2 separate regions of the Triticum aestivum genome follow, and region 2 is linked to region 1. Evidence: chromatin contacts called from public Hi-C data. All regions are on one chromosome and are shown on one strand. The core of a region is the stretch at or near the end of the contact, and the rest is flanking DNA. Distances in the headings are between cores, read along the strand shown.

The links. Hi-C and Micro-C count contacts between places; a contact is called where the count stands out from the background.
Region 2: a Hi-C map of an unstated tissue shows a contact between it and region 1, with 9 times the contacts expected there. The contact joins two enhancer-like sites. A contact is called at or near these places in 3 of 5 Hi-C or Micro-C datasets (leaf and an unstated tissue).

Annotation. Positions count from the first base shown.
Region 1 is chr1D:376,237,950-376,243,722 of IWGSC CS RefSeq v2.1, forward strand. It overlaps the pseudogene LOC123182192. Among protein-coding and RNA genes, the nearest start is that of LOC123182191, 53 kb to the left of the region's middle. Within about 2 kb of position 3,297, at least 1 of the 8 cell types and tissues checked has an H3K27ac peak or open chromatin away from gene starts, as enhancers often do.
Region 2 is chr1D:376,550,650-376,556,422 of IWGSC CS RefSeq v2.1, forward strand. No RefSeq gene overlaps it. Among protein-coding and RNA genes, the nearest start is that of LOC123182193, 11 kb to the right of the region's middle. Within about 2 kb of position 3,557, at least 2 of the 8 cell types and tissues checked have an H3K27ac peak or open chromatin away from gene starts, as enhancers often do.

The sequences.
Region 1 (5,773 bases), core at 2,047-4,546:
GGTCAGCTACATTCTGAGTGAGGAAAACCCCTACTACGGAGTCAACTACTGATCCTTTCCATGGAGAAAAGTGCCTGTCGCCTGATAAACATGCGGGTCAACATAAGCTATAAATTTCAACCATCGGTTCATGGAAATTAAAATTTTAAAAACAATACAATTAACATTTTCACACCCATCTTTCATATATACTGCAATTTGTCGTATTCAGAGATCAAAGGCGAGCCTAAAGGTTACTATCATATTCTTCCACCGGTGTTAATGGAACATGAATGTTTCCACATTTACCATTCATGAAAGCCAAATCCAGATTTTTGGAAGCAAAGCGCAAGCTTCTCAAATTGCAAACTTTGAACATTACCTATTATAAGTTGCTGCAGTAGAGAACTACTGATCGCTTGCTACAGATGATCTCAAAAGATTTTTATAGCAACACCAGCCACCACACTGAGCAGAGGGGTTACTTCAGCATTAAAGGTTTTTCAAACTAGGATGTCCGATAATAGTTAATGTGGATGTTTCAGTAACTATATCGACCAACTCTTTCATTGGCAAACCCTTGAGATAGGTGCCAGGCGGTAAAAAGGGGTAACAAGAATGTTCAAGAAAAACTGAATTCAGCATATCATGAATGTTAAAATTGATTTGAAATCTTAATGAATTTACGCCTCCAACAAAGTACCTTGAATTAGTCGCATGCGTGCTACAAATGAATTAGCACGGCCCTGAAAAACCTCTCTTTCTTGTTGCCACCATTTCTCTTTGTCAACATCATTCCCATCAACAGGCACATCAGTTGCTTTCCCCATCAAGAGGTTCCAAACTCTTGTTGTCTCAAAATCCAATTCAACTTTAGCTCGAGGGCGCTGCTTCTTGACTAAATGCAATGGCATCTCATATGGAAAGATCATCTGACTACCAAATGGTACAAGAGAATTTGATTGGCTGCCTGTTGCTCCAAAAGGGACAACAGCTGATGTAGTCAGAGATGGATACATCTCATTTGTATGCACAGGCTCGGTGTTCAAATCAAGATATTTCAGCCCTGATGCAACTCTTTGAAGGAAATCCATATATGGAGTTGACTTATATTGTGAGTTTTGTGAGCTTTTTTCTGTTGCTTCAGAATAAACATCATGGTAGAATTTTCTGTTTTCTGGAGGCTGAAAAAATCCATCTGATCTTCGGTAATGGCGTCGTACCCTTCGTGAACGTTTCTTGGTAAAAAAATTAAAACCAGGACTTTCATACAGGGCCTCCAGGCATGACTGAGATAACCGTGGCAGTACTTGTGACCTATTCATCTCAATATTCATTATAGGAACATACGAACTCCTGCGGACTCGGACCGTTCGCTTCTTTTTTATCCCACCAGCTTGACAAAATGCTAGCATCTGAGCAGCAGTCCTTAAGATGATCGAGTCCCGTGAGCCAGCTAGGGAGGACTCACTCTCTCTGCGCTGCTGACGTTTCTTTTTCTCCACTCTCGACACCTTAGTCTGACTTTCTGTGGATGCTGTTTCAGGTATAAACATAGCTGAGCAATGCATAGCAAAACCAGCTTTGCTAGAGTCGTTTGCCTCCAAGCCCTTGTTATACCCTTCCATTACGGGAACCCCGATCCTTGTGGCATCAAGACCATGAGTTCTTCGTGCACTGTCTTGTTTTGTTGTTGGCTTCCTGCTAAAACATCCAGAAGTTTCAGGCGGAACTTCTTGTGTACAGTTTGTTCCCATCTCTGGCAAATGTATGTACTCATCTAACAGTTTGTTCATCTTGCGACTCATGCCAAAAGCTAATCCTCCTGGTGAAGTTTCCATGTCCACATGTAGTCCATGTGCACCCTGTGCAGTTGATACAGTGGCAGTTGAACAGAAAGAACTTTTAGCATGAATGAGTTTCTCCTCAATGTGGAGACATGAGTTGCCAGCTGATGATTGGTCTCCCAGTGCTCCTTGTTCACCAAATTCCAACTGCAACCTTCTTCGGACTGATACAGCTCTGCTTCTAACAGCGTCTTCTGCTCCCCTGGAGACTGATTGGTCGCTAACAGGTCCCGGGCAATTCTCCAGAGAGCTGAGATTTCTTTTCTTCCGGACATAACTTCTCTTGGCTTTCTGATTAGTTCCTTCTTCTGGCGTTGCAACAGCAGGCTTTTGCTTCTTGATTTGCTTGTTAAGTTTCTGATTAGATTCTTCTTCTGGCGTTGTAACAGCAGGCTTTTGCTTCTTGATTTGCTTGCGAAGTTTCTGATTAGATTTTTCTTCTGGCGTTGCAACAGCAGACTTTTGCTTCTTGATCTTCTTGTCTTCACGGATTACCTTCGCTCTATGTTTCTTCCTCCGAGGCTTCGCTTTTCTTGCAGGGGCCTCCTCAATTTCCTTGAATGCAGCTGCTGCTGATAAAACTGTGTGATCATTCAGCTGACTTTGTGTCTTGAGCTTTTCTGGTGTCTGCTGATACGTTTGCATGTTCTGATCAGTCACACCTTCAGCGAGCAGTGAGGCCAATTCATCAGTATTTGCAGGAATAGCCAATTGTAAATTACAGTGGCTATCAGAGATACCTGGTGATGATGATGACGATTGTTGACTGTCATCAGCTTGAATCCCGGTTGTGGGTACTTCTGCATCTACACCATTTGGCTGAAGCTGTATTGGTGGATGTTCAGAACTGCAATTAACTGGAACTGCTAGTGTTGAAGGGTCTATGGCCATATCATTGGCAGCAACATCTGACTCCCTTCCAAGTGACAGGAAATCTCTTCGAGCAAACTGAATAGAAGCATCATCTTCAGAATCTGTGGAGAAAATACAGAAAGAAGAAAATTGCAGTCAGGTCTCCATATTCAGCCCAAAGATTCGAGGAAGCCAACATACAACCTCGGAAGATGTCATGCTGCCATGAAGAGGAAACGCTCACCTCGTGCTACACCGAGCGGAGCAGGAACTGGAGTGGCCGTATGAGGTGGTGGCGGCACAGGCCTGGATGCCCTCCTATGGAACACCACGATACTTATCGGCACCTGCGTGCAGCACCCTGCAGGCAGGTTACAGGGCGGCCGGACGGAGGACCCGGCATCTTGTTGGGCAGCGCCACTCATCGGAGTGGCACCCCCGCGCATAGCATTCACCATCGCCGAGGCATGGCTGATCCCGGGTCCAGCAAGATTTTGCCAGCCTATGGTGGCCGCCGCATCGCCCTGCAGGAACAAGGGCGTGTTGCCAGGAAGGCCTGGAGCGCCGCTCTCAGGCCACACGCCCGGGGTCCAATTCTCTTGGTTAATGGCAGGATTCGCCTGCGGATTGAGCCCTGAGGGCCCCATCCGTGCTTAATCCACAACCTGCGCAGAGAAGTAGAAGATCGAATCGGAGAAAAAGGAACAAATAGCACGCGAAAGGGAGAAACGGGGCAAGGGGTTGCAAAACCTCCACAAACCCCTGGAAACAGAGCAGATTTGGGGGGTGGCACCCCGCCGTCCAGTCTGCCGGAGAAGAGATTGATCCGGCGAGGGAGGGGAAGGGCGCGAGCAGGGAGTGGGAGGGGCAGAACTGGAGGAGGGGAGGGAGGGGCTGGGCGGCGGAGCAAATGCGGGGAGTTTGTTAGACGAACACGAGGGGCGGCGTTGAGAGGAAAAAGGAGAGATACTGCGCTCTCCTCCGATCTCTCCGTACCTTAACCGCAACCAAGCGCAAGAATCGGAACGTACACACTATCGTTTTGAGTGAGTGGACTCCTCCCGCGCGCCGGCGCGAAGCCGACGCGACGGAGGAGTCTTCGGTCTGAAAGACCGCATGACCGAAATCTCTATTATTAAAAGCGAGTTTGTCGGTTTTCGTTCGGTTTTTTTAACATTGTTTTGTTCGTTTCTTGTATCAACTCTGACGCTATATTATTTGCCTTTTATTCGTTTTGGTCATCAATTTGCCCTGTGTCCGTTCATATTCATGCCAATTTGTTTGCAATGTGTGCAACCGGCCGACCTATTTGATCCATTTGGCCAGTGCGCTGACACATTTATCCCTCGGTCGTTTATTTTCAACTTCCATATTTTCATAATCAAACATTAGATAGCAAAAATAATAATTTTACTTCCTCCATTCACTTTTCGTAAGTCATTTCAAACAACTAAAAATGAACTGTTGTGCACACTGTCTAAAATGTCTTCAAGGACTTATAAAAGTGAACAGGGGGAGTAGCATTTTTGCATAAAACCATATGCCATGTCGGCGGGGAGGGTCAACCCCCTCCTCCTCCCCGTGACGCGCCGCCCCGCGCGCGCCTCATGGGAGCCCTAGATCGGCCATCGGCGCTCCTCACTTCCCGCTGCCTTTCCTCCTCGTCGCCACGGGCGGCGTCCGCCGGATGAAGCCCGTGGGATGTGGGCGGCGACGTGGCCTCTACTTCCCTCCCCTGTTCATGATTGTGGCGGTGCCGGTCAGCTGCTCGGCGGCGCGGGGCGCGAAGTCCGACGAGCTCCCGGCAGCGGGGATGTCCATCCGACGGCTGCTGGGCTGGGAGGCGATGATGCGTCGCCGCGACGCTGGTGGCGGAGGTTCGGTTGGGGTTGGCCTGATCTGGATCTTGATTTGCGGCGTGCGGTGCGGCCGGTGGTACTGGTGGGGGTCTCGCCTAGCGGGGGTAGTCTAGTGGGGGCAGACACGGCTAGGAGGGTCGATGCTTTGCCCCTCCTCATGTGGGACTCGCCGTGATGGAGCCTGCTCCAGCCCAGATCGGGGTCAAGTAAGGTGCGCCGACCAGGTGAGGGGTCGCACCGAGGGGGTTGTGGCCGCCACCTACCTCCTGAAGTGGCACGACCTGGGAGTTGGTAGCCGCCTCGGACGGCCTTGTGTAATGGGCTTGCTGCTCGAGGTCATGCTGCCCAGTTCTCGATAGCATGGGGTCGGGTGTCGGACGGGCGACTATGACTAGGGGTCAAGGCAGCCGACGTCCGCTCGTCTGTTCGTGGTTCTGTCACCGGCCTAGGGCCCGGGACGGCTTTGGCCAGTTGGCTTGACAGAAACCGGTGGTTTTCTGAGGCGGGGGATTTTTCGTCCTCGACATGGTGGTCATGTTATAGTGGCTAGGTAGGATGGTTCAGCGAAAGCAGCGCAAGGCCTTGGCCGCCACTGGCGACGACGATGTCTATGGACGTCGTTTTCCTCCTCGGTGGCATTGCTTACAGTCCATCCTCCCCAGGCAATCTGACTTCCTCCCTATTGCAGCGTCCTCCCGTCCCCGACATCTTCTTCGGTGGTGTTCATCTGATTTCTCGATACCAAGATTCCTCTAGTGGCCTCTTGTCGCTGATAACGTAGCTCGATGTGACCTTGGCCTCTTTTAGACGACAGACTACTTGGTGTGCAAGGTCATCCCAGGACCAAGGGGTTGCTGGGATCGGTGTCCTGCAGGTAGGCTGCCAGAGGTATTCTTTAGTCAAGTTGCATTGTGTGTGGTTGTCAGTTACTAGTGATGCTCTCTCGGGTTGGCTGGTGGGGCACCAATGAATGTCGTGCTTGACCTTGTCAGACCGACAACGACGACGTCCGTGGACGTCGCTCTCCTCCTTGGAGGCGTTGTTTATTCACCCTTCCTCCGTCAAAGTGATGGTATCTTACTTCGCCTGGCCTATCGATTGAAGTGTTCCTAGGATTGGTGGCATGCGTGGTGAGGTGTGTTGAGGAAATCCGGAAAAACTTAGGCTTTTGACTATAAACAATAGGGTAAAACCCCAGTTCAACTTTTATTAACAATGAGTAAGAACAAAGGTCTT
Region 2 (5,773 bases), core at 2,307-4,806, 310 kb after region 1:
GCTCGGCCTTGACGCCGAGCAACGCCGGAGTGCCGGAGGAGCGCGAGGACGAGGAAGAAGAGGAGGAGCCGAACCTCCTTGGCGCCCATGGCCTGTCGCGTCGGTGGTGCGCCGGGGCGGCCGCCCTCGCCGGGGGGTACGCCAACGGCGGGTCGTTGCCGCCCTCGAGGTGCGTCAGCACGCCCTCGAGTGTGCGGCCCGGGACGCCCCACCACAGGTGGCGCCCGTCGCTGTTCTTCAGGCCGCCGACCACCGGCGCGCCGTTGGTGGACGCCATCCGCTACTGCTGACGGCGCTCGAAGTACGCCGCCCAAGCCGCGTGGTTGTCGGCGGCGTACTGGGGGAGGGAGAGCTGGGCGTCGGTGAGGGAGGCGCGCACGACACCGACCTCTCGTCGGCGAAGTAGGAGGGTTTGGCCACGGCGTCGGGCAACGGGGGAATGGGCACTCCCCCGTTGCTGAGCCTCCAGCCTGTCGGCCCGGCGCGCATGTCCGGCGGCGTCGAGATGTTCGCCTGGAATAGGAGCCAGGACTCCTCTTCGCGGAGCGTGCGGCGGCCGAAGCCGTTGGCCGCCGCCTCGTCTCCGGGGAAACGCTCGGCCATCGGGGAGGGGAGAGAGAGGGAGGGGCTGGGCGGCGGCGCTCGGGAGAGGAAGAGGGAGAGGGAAGGCTCGGCGGCGGCACTCGGGAGAGGTATAGCTCGGCGGCGAGGGCTGGGCTGGTGTGGCCACAGGCGAGCGAGGCCACCGGCTTATATAGGCGCGCCGCGCCCGTGTGTACGCGTGCGAGGAAGGGGAGGCGTCGGCGCACCGTCCCGTGACGCGCCGCCCGTGAGGAATCAATGGCAAGGCTGACCGGCGGCGACAGCCTTGCCATTGATTCCCCGCGGGAACCGAGGTGTTGGGGGGAGGCGATGCGCGGTGTCACTGACGCCGCTGGCCCGCGGCTTTTTCACGCAAAAACCACTCGCCCGGTGCCCCCGGGTGCCCCAGCGCGCCGGGTTCGGCCTGGGTCCGCCGGCGGATTTCGGCCCAGGCCGGCGAAAATCGGGCTTCTGGGGCGCGACTGGACTGTTTTTTCAGCACTGGCGCGAAAAAAATCGCCTGAAAAGGCCTTTCTGAGGACGCGGCTGGAGTTGCTCTAAGTGCGGTCTGCCCATCCATCATGGCCCACTCATCAGCCTCGTCACCGTAGAGCATCGTAGAGTACACAAATTGACGCACGTGAGGTAGTTATTTTTCTATTATATATATTGTATATACCACGTGCATCTTGTTTTTGCTGTATTTTCCTCCTAGTTTCTAGTGTATTTTGTGCTAGTTGTCAACATATGTTCACATGGCACTATGAGTACGGCGAGATTGCCATCCTCAGTCTGGAGATATATAAACGTACGCAAAAGACGCGGCACTACGTACTACTACTGTTATAGCATGTACAATGGTGGCATATGGATACATATGTTTTATGACAAAATGTAATTTGAGGCATCTATATTTATTTTTTCTTTCTAATGCAAGCTATCACTAGTGGGCCTCATTAAGAAATAGAAAATAAAGACTCTAGTATATATGCATCTTTATTTTTCATTCCAACATTTTCAGCTTTTGTCATCGGACCACACTTTTTTCTTTTCAAGCACCCGCCTCCTGAAAAGGATCCCACTTCCCTATCCGAACCTACTTTAAGTCAAATCTGATCCTACATGACATGCGAGGCATCACCTTGAGGCTATGCGTTGTACATGCGCTTATGCTATTGTTAAAGTTGTTCTCTCCCCGAGTAAAAAGTGGTGATCTTTTCTTTTCTTGTTCACCTCGTGGCACGCACTGAGGTCCTTTCGATACCGCCGCACCACCAGAGAAATGGCAGGACCGACGATGCATTCATTGGGTAAGGTGGCCGTTACTGACACCCGTTTACTATGCGTTCGTTAGACTATCCATAGTAGTAAGGAGTAACTTACGTATGTTACTACTTTATATTATTATCTCCGAAATGAGGAATAATATATGTGTAATGTCATACTACAACATTTCATTTATTAACTTATAAATTCATCTTATTTTTGTATTTGTGATGTTACTCATAACATGTTTAGTAATACGACCAACAACCGGCTATAAAAAGTTGTCATGTCATGTAGAGTCAATCTAACAGCCGGCATGTATAATAGTAAAATTAAATTTGTACTACTTTATTAATAGTTGATCAACCTTACAACCTCACAAAACGTTTTGGGGCTCGTGCTCCAGCTGGCTATTACTACCTTCGTCCTGGTTTATTAATCCCTTTGTATTATGTGCCAAAATTTGACCTTAAATTTAACAAACAAAATGCTAATACATGTCATAAAAAATAATAAGCATGGCGGCTAGGCGCGGCGAGCTCTAACGCACGAGCGAAGACGGCACGGTGGGGGCGCGGGCAAGCATGGCGGCTAGACGCAACGAGCATGGAGGCTACCGGGCGCGAGAGCTCCAATGCGGTGACGGCGGGGCGAGCGAAGGCCACGGCAAGCTATGCGAGGAGGGTGAGCGAAGGCCACGGCGAGCTGTGCGAGCGGAGGCCATGGCGAGCGGTGCGAGCGAAGGCCAAGCACGCGCGCAGTCGGATCAGCTCGGACGGCAGCACCAGCACGCACGCACGACAGGCGGCCAGCGGTGGCCAGCTAGCACGCATGGCGGTGGAGACTGGCAAGGTGCTCGCGACGGAGGCGGAAGCGGCCGGCGCCACGCACGCATCGGCGTGCCTGGTGGCGTGGATGGGGAAGAAAGAGAGAAAAGGAGGAGAGAGGTGGTGGGATGGGTGGGTGGCCCCCTCTTGTTTTGATGACAGATAGATCATCACTCACATGGAGTGTACAGAGGCGGATGAAGAGGACGCAAAAAAATTTATTTTGTGTTCGTCTCTAACCTAAATATAACCCAAACTTGAGACAAAGATGGATTTGAACGGACGCAAAGTCGTGCGTTGGGCTGTGTTTTTTCTCGGACACGTGCGGACAAAATAGGTCGTTTAATTGGAGTTGCTCGAACTGATGCTGACCACTGCCGTGAACAAACAGCACGATGGTAAAAAGAGTGACAAGCAAGAGTATTTTACTACGGACAGATAGTGCCACTGGTACGGGGCATCCCAGAGAGATGAAACGTACTGCCGTACTGGAGCGTCAGTGACTGGCAGAGTTCTGGTACCACCACGAGCACGAGATGCCGTACGGACAACGAATATCTTATGGTAATTATTTTATACAAGTATAGGAATACAAACGAGTGCACGTTGATCTTGTAGAAAGTGAGGTATACTGCCGCCGTTTTATCGGTCTGTCCGTCCCTAATAATGAACTCTCGTTGACGGCGCCTCGTAGGATCGGTTCGACGATAACGGACCGTTGCCCTCTCCGACAACCTAGTTCTCCTTGTCGCTGCCATAGATTTGCTTTTGCGGCGAACATTCTGTGATTTTGTCGTTTCATTGCCGAGGATAGACGGGACCGCTTGCACGTGCGGCGCTCATTGCCACGGATCTCTTCTTTGTCGTTTTGCCACCTGACTAGTTTCGATGTCCGTACTAGTGTAGCGCATTATTTAAGACTCCCGCCTTTGTCGCAACTAATATGATGCTGTTGTGCGCATGACAAAACTCCAACGATAATCAAACACATGTCACCTAAGTGCGGTGTGCTCTCATCCATCATGCCCCACTCATCAGCCTCGCCGTCATACAACATCGTATAAAATTGTCGCACGTGAGGTAGTCAATTTTTTTAATTACATATGCCACACTTATCTTGTTAATGATGTACTTTCCTCCTAGTTTCGAGTGTACTTTTTTGCTAGTTGACGCAAATGTAACGATAATGGGTTTACATCGTTAATGTAAAACAGTATGGGCCAAAATCAAATCTTGTTTGATTAATTGTTGTAACGCTAATGAATACCGGCGAGAAAACAAGGACCCCTGGCGTGATTTATTCACGATGAGGGGTGGGCAAAGCGAAGCAAACATGATTAACGTATAGGGTTGCGATGTTGGGACACCGGATGGAAAACTGGGAACCAAACACCTCCTAAATGGTCACATGGCACTATGATTACGGCGAGATTGCCATCCTCTAATCTAGAGATATATACTACTACTACTGACATACGTAAAGACGGACTAGTACGTACTACTCTACTTCCTCTATAAAGAATTGTTCAAATCATTATTTTAATAATCTAAGCGCTTTTATATTTGTTTAACAGTTATGCTATGGCTAAAGCTGTTCCCTCACCAACTAAAAAGGGGTGATCTTTCCTGTTCAGCTCGTGGCACGCACCGAGGCCCTCTCGGTCCCGCGGCACCAGCAGAGAAATGGCAGGACCGACGATGCATTCACTGGGTAAGGTGGCCGTGACCGTCACCCGTTTACCATGCGTTTGTTAGTGCGGGAACGGCCTGTGACACTGCCAGCTAGGGAAAATATCTGCTTCATGGCCCGTTTGCTCGTGGCAGTGTACTGATCGCTCCACTAGCACAAAGATGCCGTACGGACATCGCATATTTTTTTATCATTGGTAATTAAAAAAGTATTATACTCCACTAACAAGTATACGCAAGAATCGAGGTACACGGGGTTACCGCTGTTTTACCCGTCTGTCTGTCCCAATAATAAATTCCCGCTTGACGGTCGTACAATGCCGTACAATAATCAATACGGTAACAACGGTCTGTTATCTTTTTCGACAATCTAGTTCTGGTCCTCGTCGCGGGCATAGATTTGCTTTTGCGACGGACATTCCATGGTTTTGTCGTTTTGCTATCGAGGACAGACGAGACCACCCGCACGTGCACGGACCTTCGCCACGAAGCTCTTACATGTCGTTGTGCCGTCTGATTGGATTTGACGCCCGCCTCGACTTAATACAATATTTAAGAGTCCCGTCGTGTTTGTGTCTAACTTCTATTATATCCACCCTCTACTACGTTCTTTTCTGCATAGGAACTTTTGCAGGTCCAGAGCGCAACCATGCTGCACTATGGCCCTCGACACGGCCAAAACCAGCGAAGTTAGTGACTAACAGCGATCTGACTCCTACTTACATGAGCAATGGTTACATCCCTCTACTACGTTTCTAATAATCTTGTTGCTAGTTTGTGTGTGTTTAGCTCTTCTTCAAGGCTGTCTCCCCTATCCCTCTATCCCCCACCCCTTCCCTTCCTTAAAAATGTAGGCAATGTAGATAATACCTACGGATTCCAATTGACTGAAAGGCTCACTAATACCCCCTTCCCCACATCTCCAGCGAAAGGTTTATATTTAGAAACGAAGGGAGTAGTCGAGTGAAGCCGCATGACACCTATGATTGGCGAGATTGGTACCCTCCAGAGAGATAAACTTGTTCTATACACGGATACACCGGCGGATAATCACCACACACACAACACCACAATTTTATTTCATATATACTTCCGTTTCAAACTAAGTATCATGGTTTTAGTTTGAAACGGGGGTAGTAGCTTTTCTGGACGGGCGAGGGCTGCGTAAGCTGTACACACGCGTACAACACAAAGACGCAGTACAGTGCGTACCAACAGTTTCGCTATGGTTAAAGTTGTACTGTTCTTGTCCCCATCATCACTAAAAAGGGGTGTACTCAATTTTCCAGTAGCGTTCCTTTCAACCATACCCGGCTCATCTCGTGGCATGCACTCCCGTTGCAGCGGTGCTACCAGCTGAGAAATAGCAGGACCGACCATGCATTCATTGGGTTGGGTAGCCATGACTG